Regions from separate parts of the Zea mays genome. Here all the other regions are linked to region 2. The links are chromatin contacts, called in public Hi-C maps. All regions are on one chromosome and are shown on one strand. Each heading gives the region's core, a stretch centred on a gene start, on an enhancer-like site or on the middle of the called end of the contact. The rest is flanking DNA. Distances are from core to core; before and after follow the strand shown.

The links. A called contact is a pair of places that touch in the nucleus more often than the background predicts.
Region 1: a contact with region 2 is called in a Hi-C map of endosperm, with 4 times the contacts expected there. The contact joins the promoter of LOC100274993 here to the promoter of LOC103626268 in region 2. A contact is called at or near these places in 7 of 25 Hi-C or Micro-C datasets (bundle sheath, ear, endosperm and 2 more).
Region 3: a Hi-C map of leaf shows a contact between it and region 2, with 4 times the contacts expected there. The contact joins the promoter of LOC103626267 here to the promoter of LOC103626268 in region 2. A contact is called at or near these places in 3 of 25 Hi-C or Micro-C datasets (ear, leaf and tassel).

Annotation. Positions count from the first base shown.
Region 1 is chr5:40,949,306-40,953,208 of Zm-B73-REFERENCE-NAM-5.0, forward strand. LOC100274993 reads right to left here and starts at 1,643. Exons shown (of 2, transcript NM_001149219.1): 1 at 1,303-1,643; 2 at 701-1,119. The coding sequence starts at 1,482. The coding sequence ends at 1,003.
Region 2 is chr5:41,166,104-41,169,790 of Zm-B73-REFERENCE-NAM-5.0, forward strand. LOC103626268 (UTP:RNA uridylyltransferase 1) reads right to left here and starts at 1,400. Exons shown (of 6, transcript XM_008646661.4): 1 at 45-1,400. The coding sequence starts at 1,271.
Region 3 is chr5:41,024,642-41,028,396 of Zm-B73-REFERENCE-NAM-5.0, forward strand. It overlaps LOC103626267, which reads left to right and starts at 1,644. Exons shown (of 1, transcript XM_008646660.3): 1 at 1,644-3,026. The coding sequence starts at 1,653. The coding sequence ends at 2,795.

The DNA.
Region 1 (3,903 bases), core at 393-2,892, 220 kb before region 2:
CCCGTACCATCACAAATCTTGAAGGACAAAAGCGTTACCTGTTCATGTTCTAAACCACGTGTATTTTCATTAGTAATCAGCAATCCACCTAGCAGGTGGTATAAATAGCTGTGTAAAATACTGTTTTATAATGTGGATTACAATGTTTGTAGAGTTAAGTTTAAAACATAACTTAGATGTTTGTAGAGTGAAGTTTAAAACATAACTTAGGAGAGGTGGTGGGATAGCAAGTCTGCTGGATATAGTGTAAGACTAACGGGTTGTTTGGTTTGCTACCTAAGACGCCACAACGTGTCTAACTTTTCTATCTAACCTTAGTTCTTCAATTCGAGCGACTAGGGTTAGACAGATTATGACGCCTTAGGTAGGAAACCAAACAGGCTTTAAGACTAGGATGTGGATTTGGCAAGTTGCACCCAAATCAAAGTTAACCAAGATGCCATGTGAAAGGATGAACTCCAGCAATTCTCAAAAAAAAAAAAACGGTGTTGCATCCAACAGAATATATATATATATATATATATACTTGTGAAAAAGATGGTGCAAATAAAAAGGGGGGCACCGGGATACTCTGATGCACTACTAGAGAACTAGAAGTCCCTGAAATATGGGCCCCGTACGACGACATGGCCTGCGTGCCAGCGACTTCGAATTCCAATAATGCTTGTCCAAACAACCAAATCAGGGACGAAGAAATGTGTGACATTATAAATAAAGAAATAGAGTAGCGTTTGCTCAAATCGACATGCCGGGTATAATCTTAATCCTTCCCTCTCGCACAAACACAAACAAGCTAAAAAAGGAGAATGAATGGTCACGGACCACCGACATCAACAAGAGGACGAACAGCACAGCACCAAATGAAAAGGGGAAGCCTGAAATTGTTGTTCTAACAAAACTCGGTGGCCTAAGCGCCACCAGCAACAACGAATCGCCGAATCATGGCGGCGGGGAGATTACCACCGGAGCATAGGCAGCCAGGCGGATCGCGGGTCCGTCGCTTCAGCGGTGCGCCGTGACGAGCGTCTCGATGAAGCGCAGGCCATCGAATCGCGGCGCGAACCGCTGCCCGCGGCGACCGCCGCTATGGCTGTTGTCCCTCGACGCCGACGAGGATCCCTGTGGTGAAAAACAGGCGCGAACGGTACCAATTAGCCAACCCTGCTTCTATTTCCCCCCGATCTTTACTTGGAATGTAAATCGAGGCGGAATCGTTATCCCTCCTATATTATATATCGCGCCATACAAGACAGGGGAGGCCGGGAGGGGGACCCAGGAATCCTCGATCCGCGGGAGACGCACCTCAGGGACCTCGTCGTCGTGGTGCTGCCGGGAGAGCACCAGCCCGTCGCACCTGCCGACGGTCGCGGCAGGGGCCGGCGACGGAGCGGAGGCGTCGCAGTCGCAGGCGAGGAGCTCGGCGCCCGACGCCGCCGCCACGGTCGCCGCGGAAGCCACGGCGGCTGCCAGCCCCCACTTCATCTCTCCTCCCCCTTGCGGCGGTCGGCGGCGGCGCTTGTGGTCGGCGGCTGGCAGACTCCAAGGCGTGTGGTCGGCGGCTGGTCCACGCCGGCCTTACGTCGCAGGTCGAGGTGTGAACACGCGGGGAGCGCTTGCTTGCTGGCGACGAGTACGGGATGTGAAGGCCAGGGTTGGAGGAGCGGCGGCGTGGGGTCGCGTATATAGGGGAGGGAGCTAGCGTGGGCCCGGATTTGGCGCGCGGGTTTTAACCCGATTGGAATTTCTAGTCGGCGCTGTGGAGCCCACTGGTGGGTTCGCTCGATTCCAGTGGCGACCCGCCAGCGAGTGGAGGCAGGGGATGGATGGATGGATCGCGCGCGATTGGACGGCATCGATCGGGTCGTGTCCTCGTGTGAGTCAGTCGCTGGTGGTCCGTCAACGCCTCCACGCCGTGTACAATGGTCTCGTAGACGTGGCACTGCCATGAAACGGGGCAACCGGACGCCACTGTGCTGCGCGTGACCTATAGATTGGTACCTCAGCAGTAGGGACAGACGGGGCGAATCCAGCGCCAATTTTGCCGTGGTGCACCTTAATGGCTTTGGAAGCGATAAAACCAGAGATGGTTGTAGGGCTAAATTTCTATTTTTATTTAAAATTAAATATAAAGCGAAAATTTAATTCTCTAATCTATTCTGGTTTTATGGCTCCCAAACTAGTTCTTAATATTAGTTTCGGAGCCACAAGATGAGAGGAGATTAGAAGGGTTAAAATCTTCTTCTTATTTAAAAATATTTTGCTATTGAGAAAGGTGAACGTGGCGTCGCCCCTGGGGCTAGATATCGAGCTATCTCGGTTCGGCTCATCCAAGTTCGAGCTGCTCGTTAAGCTAACGAGCCACATAGTTGGCTCGGCTCGTTTAAGAGTTCGAGCTGGCTCGTTTAGTTGGCAAGCTAGAGCAGAAAAAAGGAATATGTATATAATAATCAATTTCTAATTAATTTTAAAATAAATTAATAATAGAAAATAGTAATTATACTAAGTTTTATAGACCATAACAATGTAACAACAAATTAACACAACTCATCAATTCATAATTCAGACACATGTTCACCAGTTTAACACATAGCTATATTCGCATACATCAACTTAACACATAGACATAGTCCATCAATTATTAGTTTAACTCATAGGCCATACACACGACACATACATATAATATGTCATCAATTGTTACATAAATGATATATATATAGTTTCGTTTTACTAAAATGTGATAGCTCGTTTAGCTCACGAGCTGGCTTATTAACGAACCGAGCTTGCTCGTTATCGACCCGAGCTAGAATAACAACTTAGCTCGTGAAAAAAATTCAAACAAGTCGATTCGAGCTGACCATGAACCGAGCGAACCGACGACCCACGAGCATTTCGTCCAGCCCTACCCAGCAGGCAAGGACAGGATACAGGCATAGAAAGTTGACTTGTGCAAGCAGGACAGCGCATGACTTGTATGGTCTTCATCTTTCATGACGGAACTAGATGAAATCTTGCAATGTGACTGTCCTGGCAAAACTTTTTTTAAGATGAGATCAAATTATGTATTGTGCGTCAGGCATATATGGTGTGAGGCAAGTCTACTTTTGAGTATTACTTTCAGTTTTACTTCAAGTATTACTTTACTTCTACTTCATGATTATTTTTGCGGTAGTCTAGGGACAATTTAATTTAAGGCTTAGGATTGTGTTAGTCTGTCGTTAAACAAGTCGTGTGGCTTGCTGGTGTTATAAGTCACACCTAGTCCTAGTTAACTACTAGGCTGCCTAGCTCTGACCCTCGCTATGGAGGAGCTTTAGTGTTGCTTCAACACTATTATAATGTGTCATCTATCCACGCAACTATGGTTGGTAGCCCCTCTTGGTGACAACAAGAGCGTGGCATGGGTATCCTGACCATGTCACTTGGTAGGCCCATAGGTGATAGCTGGCTTCGCTTCGAGGTTTTGTCTATCTACCCCTAGTAACCCTCGGAACCTATAGAATTTTGTTCGAAGAAAGTTCTCTCTCATATTTGATTATCCACACGTTAACCCAAATAATCCTTTGCAACACAGTAAAAATATAGTTTGGCTCTCTGAGTCCTCGTTGTCCTTTCAAGCAACTTTAACTAGTTACCGATCTTAGGGTCCCTATCTATTTCTTTCTCATACACCTAGTTTTCCATTGCAATTACCCCATATAAATTCTAGTGTGTATACTTTTCAAGTTTACAATCCATTTCAAGTTTGAGTTAGTTCACCTCTAGCTTGTCGTTTCGCTATAGAAAATACAATACCTAGAATACTCCAGGTGAAAGGATACATCGGTATCCATGCGCCGCTAGCATACTGCAACCATTCCAAGCACATAAATAGCTACAACATATGTAGAACAACCCAAAGATTTA
Region 2 (3,687 bases), core at 150-2,649:
GTTGTTCATTACAGACACGGGTTATGAAAAATGATCCAATTTACCTTACTCCTCAGGATAGGTTTTTCCAACACTACTCCCTTGGCATCACCATTGCCATCAATCAGCAGATTTTGTGCCATCTGCTCAATTATAGCATCTTCCCTGTCACCACCATCATCTTGTTCATCATGTCCAGCAAATCTAATCTTACTCTTTTCATATGACACTTCAAACTTACTTGCCTCCACTACCCCTTCTTCATCAATTCCATCCTCCAAAACTACTTTCCCTATTCTGCCTCCTTCCAAACCACTCGCTTGATTCTCCGTAATTTCCACTGGAACTGAACTGCCAGCAGGTATTGTCAAATGGTGCACCTCCTTCACCAGTGCCTTACCAGATGTGTAATGGGCATTCACATTTGGCAGCTTCCGCGAAGCATAGCCCTTGTCCTCCCTAAGACCCTGCCACCTCTGCTCCCTTTGTAGCGGATTGGTTAAGCGGGATTCATGCTTGCCATGACCACCATGTGGTGCCCTGCCTTCCTGGACGGGAGGCATGTACTGATCTACATGGAGCCTCCTGCCACCTAAGATAGGAAGTGTATGCTGCTCTCCAATTGGCATCCTGCCAAACTGTCCATTGGCATTGATCTCAGGCGGGGTCCGTGACAAAAAACGATCTTGCTGCTGTTCCCTGTAAAACTGCTCTCCGTGTCCATGAGGCATTCTGCCAACCGGATCACGAACATCTGCAAGAGCCGGAACGAAATCCACGGGACGAGGATTGTACTGCTCCTTACGCAATACCACACCAGATGCACTCCGCGCATCACGGGCAGCAGGAAGTGGATGCGACGGCTTGCCAAACCCTGGAGGCGGCGCCCCCGACCGAGGCCTCTCCGCCCTAACCGCATCCCCAGATCCGAACCCTCTACCGCCAAGAGCAGCGAAGGGGTCCCCTGGAGCGAATCGGGGATCCGAGAATCGGGGTTGCTGCTGTACGTGCGTGGTCGAGGTGGAGGACCACCCGAAGTCCCCTCCTTGCGTCTGCGCCGATGCGGCGAAGAGAGGCCCCACGGCGGCGACGGCAGGGTCACTAAAGAAGTGGTGCGCCCCCGGGGCAACGGGGGACGGGGCGAGGATTTCCTCTCGCGGGTGCGCAGAAGGAGGGTTTTGGAGGAGGCGGAGTAGGAGACCGCCGTCGAAAGACGCCGGTGAGGTGTGTGTGGCAGTGGATGGCGAGGCTGACGTGGGGCGGCCGCCACTGCGACCGGAGGAGTCGGCCATCGGGGGCGGCGAGGACCTGGGCCTCTGTGACGATATTTTCCCAGCTTTGGTACCTTCTCGTTCTATTTTTCATGATACTGCCCTGGTAGTCGGAATGGAGCAGCCGTTTTCCAATTGTTTGTTGATAAAAAAAAGGGAAATTTGGATCCATACCATTAAAAGATCATCACTTTGGATCCATACCATTACTATCTCACTTACATGTGGGTCCACATGAGTCAATGACATATGGGGTCCATGGTATATATCTAAAGTTTGGATCTTTTAATGGTATAGATCCAATTGTTCCTAAAAAAATGAGCCCCTGTACATTCCGTCTATGGGCCTGTATAAAAAAAATGAGCTGTCTATCTCATCTTATCTATATCATCTTATATCTAAGCCGCTACGTATCTCGTCTATCTCATCTTTTATTTCAAACTTCACTCTAAATATTATTATCTACGGTATAAAACACATTGTTTTACAAGATCTGCTAGATATAGTCTAATATTTTTCTTATTAAAACCCACACAAGTTTAGGATGTTGTTTGTGCTTCGGACGCGTGCTCACATCCTCCTCTAGACCCATCGTTTTTATCAAATAGAGCTATGAGCGTCCGTGTCATGTTTCCTCCTGGACTCTCCCTCTCTCATATTGACTACTTCTCCCTTCTAGATCTGCCTCCTCCCTCACGAGGAGGCGCGGAAGCAGCAGTTGCATCTTCAGCAGCATGCGAGGGCAGGAGCTAAAGGGAGGAGACGCTCGAGAGGAGGCGGATGGCGGTGGCGGTGGCGTGCCAGGTGAGAAGCTCGTTACCGAGGGCAGTTAACACGGAACATGTGGCCATGAGGTAGCCGCCTTAGCTCATCGTCGGAGGAGGAGGACGTACGCAGATGGGCGCAGATGAGGGGGAGATCCGAGCGGTCGAATCTCAGACGGGCGATCGGGATTAGGTTAGGTCTTATTAAATCTGGGTCATCCAATCTCAGACGGACGCCTGGGATCTAACGGCCAGCCTAGGCTAGGTCCCTCGACCACCAGCGGTGGCGCCGCTCGTGTCCACAACGGAGGCCCGCCAGAGATGAGGGCGCGAGCACGCTGGGGCCCGCTGGGACGCCGAAAAGGGCTCAGGGAGATTCAGGGCGGTGCGGCGAACACGGCTAGGGGCACAGCACCGGCACAAGGGCGCTGGAGGGGGCGGTTCACGGTGAGGCGGCACGGCGGCGGCGCAATCCTACTCCGGTGAGCAATCGCGCACAACCAAGGGCAGACCAGGGGGAAATAGGGGAGGGGCTGGGTGTTTACCTCGAGAGGAGACTCCGAGACCCTTGAACGGTGATAGGGACACGACGAGGGCCTGGATCGAGGGCGGCGGTCCTCCGGCTACACGAGGGAAAGCTCTGGTGAGCACGGGCAGATAGAACCAGAGGGGAGAGGGCAAATGGAGGCGCATCTCGAGTTGCGGACACCGAGGCGGAACTCACCGAAGCAATGGGCACAGCGAGGCCTCAACGACGGCGGCATAACAGACGTGAGGGCGCGGTGAACTATGACGGCCCTTCGAGCTCGGGGAAGAGGCAGCGCACGAGCGAAGGCGAGCTGGGAGGTGGCTGCAAGTGGAGGAAATGGTAGAGTGGACGGGAGGAGGGGGTTTGAGTAGAGGTCAGGCACGTGGGTAGTGGTCGGGATTTGCGCGGACGTGGGCGCGGCCATGGCGGGTGCGCAGACCGGAGGTTAGAGGAGGGGAAGAGCTGACAAGCGGGGCCCGCAAGACAGCGGCACAAGCGCGCCGTCACGGCAATGGGAAGAGGTGTCGACAGGCGGGGCCCGCTGAGCAGGGAGCGCGTAGGCGTGCGGATGCGCGAGGAAAGGCGCCAACACGCAGGGCCCAGATGGCAGAGAGAGGGAAGGAGAGAGCGCGCGGGCGCGAGGACTGCCGTTGATAGGTGGGGCCCATCTGTCAGGTAGGGATGGCAATTTTACCCGCGTGTTCGGATATTCGTCGGATATCCGACCCGTCGGGTTCGGTTTTGGGTACGGATTTGTACCCATGGGTCTTGCCCGTACCCGACTCATGATAAAATCGGGTCGGGTACGAATATTTTTGTAGCCCGTGGATATCCGTAAAAACTAAAAAACTAGTGTGCATATATCATGAAGACTTGAAGTGTTTCCATATTATGTTTTGTATGTTTGTGTTGACGCATAATTCATGAAGACTTGTTTGAAGTGTTCCCTGTACGCATAAGTTTTCTGGATTTTTTGCTGGTTATGATTATATTTTCTGGAAATTTTGGCTATTGTTTTTAGATATATATATATATATATATATATATATATATATATATATATATATATATATATATATATATACCCGATACCCGACGGGTATGGATACGGGTACAATTTTTTACCCACGGGTACAGTTGCGGG
Region 3 (3,755 bases), core at 394-2,893, 140 kb before region 2:
TACTGTCTCACAGTTCAATGAAGACTTCAACATATTGAGTTGGTGGCATGAACATAAACTTACCTATCCTATTCTTTCTCTCCTTGCTAAAGATGTCATGACTGTCCCTGCTTCAACTATATCTTCTGAATCAACTTTTAGTCTTGTTGGCAGAATGATTGAGGAGCGCCGTCGCCGACTCACAGTGATATGGTGGAGATTTTATCATGTATAAAGGACTGGGAATTAGCGAACTCACATATGCAGCACAATGTGGAGAAGGACACCAAAGAGATGGAACTTATACATGAAAGTATGATCCTTGAAGATGCAGCCTCTGTTTGAAATGTTTGTAATGAACACTTATTTGTTTTCTGTACTGTGGACTGTAATGAACACTATTACTTAAATTTGGAGCTAGCTGTACTCTTTTTTCCTTTCTAGGGTTTTCTCATGAGGTGTGAGTTTTTACCTAGAAAGGTTTTTAACGAGGCAGCATCGCGCATCAGCTCCAAATGTAATTAAATATCTATTTTGCTGAATCTGGATTGTGATGTGGACTTCTAGTTGTATGGTGACATGTATTGTATATGAATCTGGATAATGTAAACTGAATCTGGATTGTTTCCTGAAGTATTAATGTGATGCTTTGGAATATATATTTGAATTGTGATTTAGATATGAATCTGGATTCTGGAATATATATTGTAAATCCGATTTGTTTTCGGGCTATTGGGCGGCCCGACCCAATCTAGCCCACCGGGCTCACGGTATGGCACGGCCCGATCTGGCAGCGATCGTGCCGGGCTTGGGCCGAGGAGGTGGCACGGCGTGCTGGCCTGGCCCGGCACGAGGTAGTAACCGTGTCGTGCCCATACCAGTTTTATCGGGCCGTGCTAACAGCGGGCCCGTGCCGAGTCGGGCCGGGCGGCACATTTGGACATCTATACTTATTGTTCTTGCTTGTGTACTTCAGCTAGAAAAAATATGGTAAAAATGCTCCTTCTGGGGTAATGAAAAACTTTAGTCAGAAAAAAACAGCAACAAAAGTTATATAACTCTTGCTGACACCTGCGACGACTCCAAATGTCCTCTGATCTGCCAAATGAGTTAAGAGCATCTCCAAGAGTTCTAATCCCTTAAATCCTTAGATATAGGGCAACATTCTGACAAAAGAAATCCCTTCGCCAGCTGTCCTATCTCTAATAATATATACATCGTGAATTTGAGAGAGAATAACTTAAGATATCACTAAATGTAGGATGTTGAACGGAGAGAATTTTTGAGGGTGTTTTTTTTTGGTTAGGGATGAACGGCCACAGAGGGATGTGTTGGGAATGCTCTGACATAGGCTTATCTGTAATGGTAGGGATCAAAATTATTATACCCGAACGCATGTTGTAAACTGTGAAGACTTTGGGCTCCAATCACTTGGGCTTCATCCGTAAGGGTCTGTAAGATGGTAACGGTGGCAGACCCCGGCCCAATTTCAATGTGAGGCGTACACAAGACTGATATACGTGTTTTCCTAGCCCTCAAGCCTGCCTTCCAAGTTCCAATAGCCTGCCTGCCTTCCAAGCAAAGCAATTATAACCAGTCTCCTGGCGTGTTGCATCACCGAGCGCACGCACGCACGCACGCCGGGTACCCATTCCATGCATGCCTTGCGATAGATGCTCGCCCCGCCCGCCCATGGGAAGCAACAAAGATACCGTTCGAGAGCGAGGCGAGACATGTATATAGCTAGCTGCCTGCCTCACAACCTTGCGTGTTGCATAGTGTGCAAGCGCAGCTCGATCGGTGCGCAAGACAAAACCGCCACAACCATGGGCAAGCAGGCAACATCGTGCGTCGGCTGTGGCGCCGTCCACCTCGCCGTCCTGTTGCTCAGTTTGGCGCGCCCGTGCCACTCCTCGCTCTACCGCCCGCCGCCGCCGTCCGCCATGGTCTACCACGCCGGCGAGGTGCTCGACGGCGCCGTGCCGGTCTCCGTCCTCTACTACGGCGCCTTCTCGCCACACCAGAAGGCCGTCATCGCCGACTTCCTGCTCTCCCTCTCCCCGCGCGGCCGCCAGCCGCAGCGCCACGGATTTGGGACGCCAGGACCCGCGCCTGCGCCGTCGGTGGCCCGCTGGTGGGAGACGGTGGACCGGTACGCGCGCAAGGCCGGCCGGGAGCCGCCGCGGGTGCTTCTGGCCAACCAGGTGCACGACGAGGCGTGCTCGCTGGGGAAGACGCTGTCCAGGGTCCAGGTCGAGCGGCTGGCGGCGCGGCTCGGCGTCGCGCCAGGAGGCGTGGCCGTCGTGCTCACTGCCGCCGACGTCGCCGTCGAGGGACAATGCAGCAGCGCGTGCGGGACGCACGGGGCCTCCGCGCCTGGGGGAGCCGCGCACGTGTGGGTGGGCGACGCCGCCGTTCAGTGCCCGGGGCGGTGCGCGTGGCCATTCCACCCGGCCGAGGGCTTCGCATACGGCGCCAGGCATGTGCCCGGGCGCGGCCGCGGCGAGACGCTGGCCGCGCCAAACGGCGACGTCGGTGTGGACGGCATGCTGATCAACCTCGCGGCGCTGCTGGCGGGCGCGGTCACCAACCCATATGGGCACGGATACTTCCAGGGCGACCCCGGCGCACCCGTGGAGGTGGCGGCTGCATGCCCCGGCGTCTACGGCCGCGGCGCGTACCCGGGGTACCCCGGCGCTGTCAGGCTTGACACGGCTACCGGAGCTGGGTACAACGTGGTCGGCCGGAACGGCAGGAAGTATCTCGTGCCGGCGCTGGTCGATCCCGACACCAACTCTTGTATCATCATGACCTAATGGAGTCATCAGCTGATGACGAGGCTCGTCTGATCTGCACTCGCTTGTGACATGAGAGCCATTAGGAGTTGGGGCAACCTATGCTTGCTTGTTAATTGTTATTATGCCAGGGTACATACGATCTAGGCGCTGAATGACATTAATTTGTCTTATATAGGTAAACCACCACCATATTTTAGTGGTATTTACAATTTAAAAAGTTATGTTTCTAATACAGATCTAATTAAACGACTCTGATGAGAATGCTAACTAGCTTGCTTTGTATGCATATGGTTCGCAAAGAATTGTAACATATTATTAGGTTGTATCTAATCCACCACGTCTATATCCACCACCACATAAAATATCGTTCGGTTTATATCTACTATTGTTAGCACGTGCCTACCACAACACTTTAATGTATGGTCTTATCAACCTATAGTCACCTTATCGTCACATCAACTTTTCTTACTGACTCTTATTTAAAGTGAAACACAATGATTTATCTAAATAAAAATTATATAATATAAACAAATTGAAATTACATAATTTATAATTTTTTTTAAAAAATGGATTTTTATTTTTGTAGATTTTTTCTTTAGAAATTAGATTATCGGTAGCGACAAGTCCAAATAAGTACTGACCAAAAACATACGAAAACTTGTGACAACGTCCAAAGGTTTTAGACTGTCCGCAACCGTTCCCCCTAAATTTTCCCCCTAAATGTTACTATGCAGCCACGTCAGCAAGATTCCATCCTCTATATTCACTCGTCCCGCAACCGTTCCCTCTATAGTTTCCCCTATATATCCCTCTACTCATTAAAAAACCATTTCCATATAACTAACTTTAACCAACTTCAATTTTGATTTTCTTTAATTATTTTGCACACGTCCGACATGTTGCGCATGTATTCAAAAATATAATTATTAAAAAATAATTACTTTACAATTACTTGCACATATAATATATAACAACTAT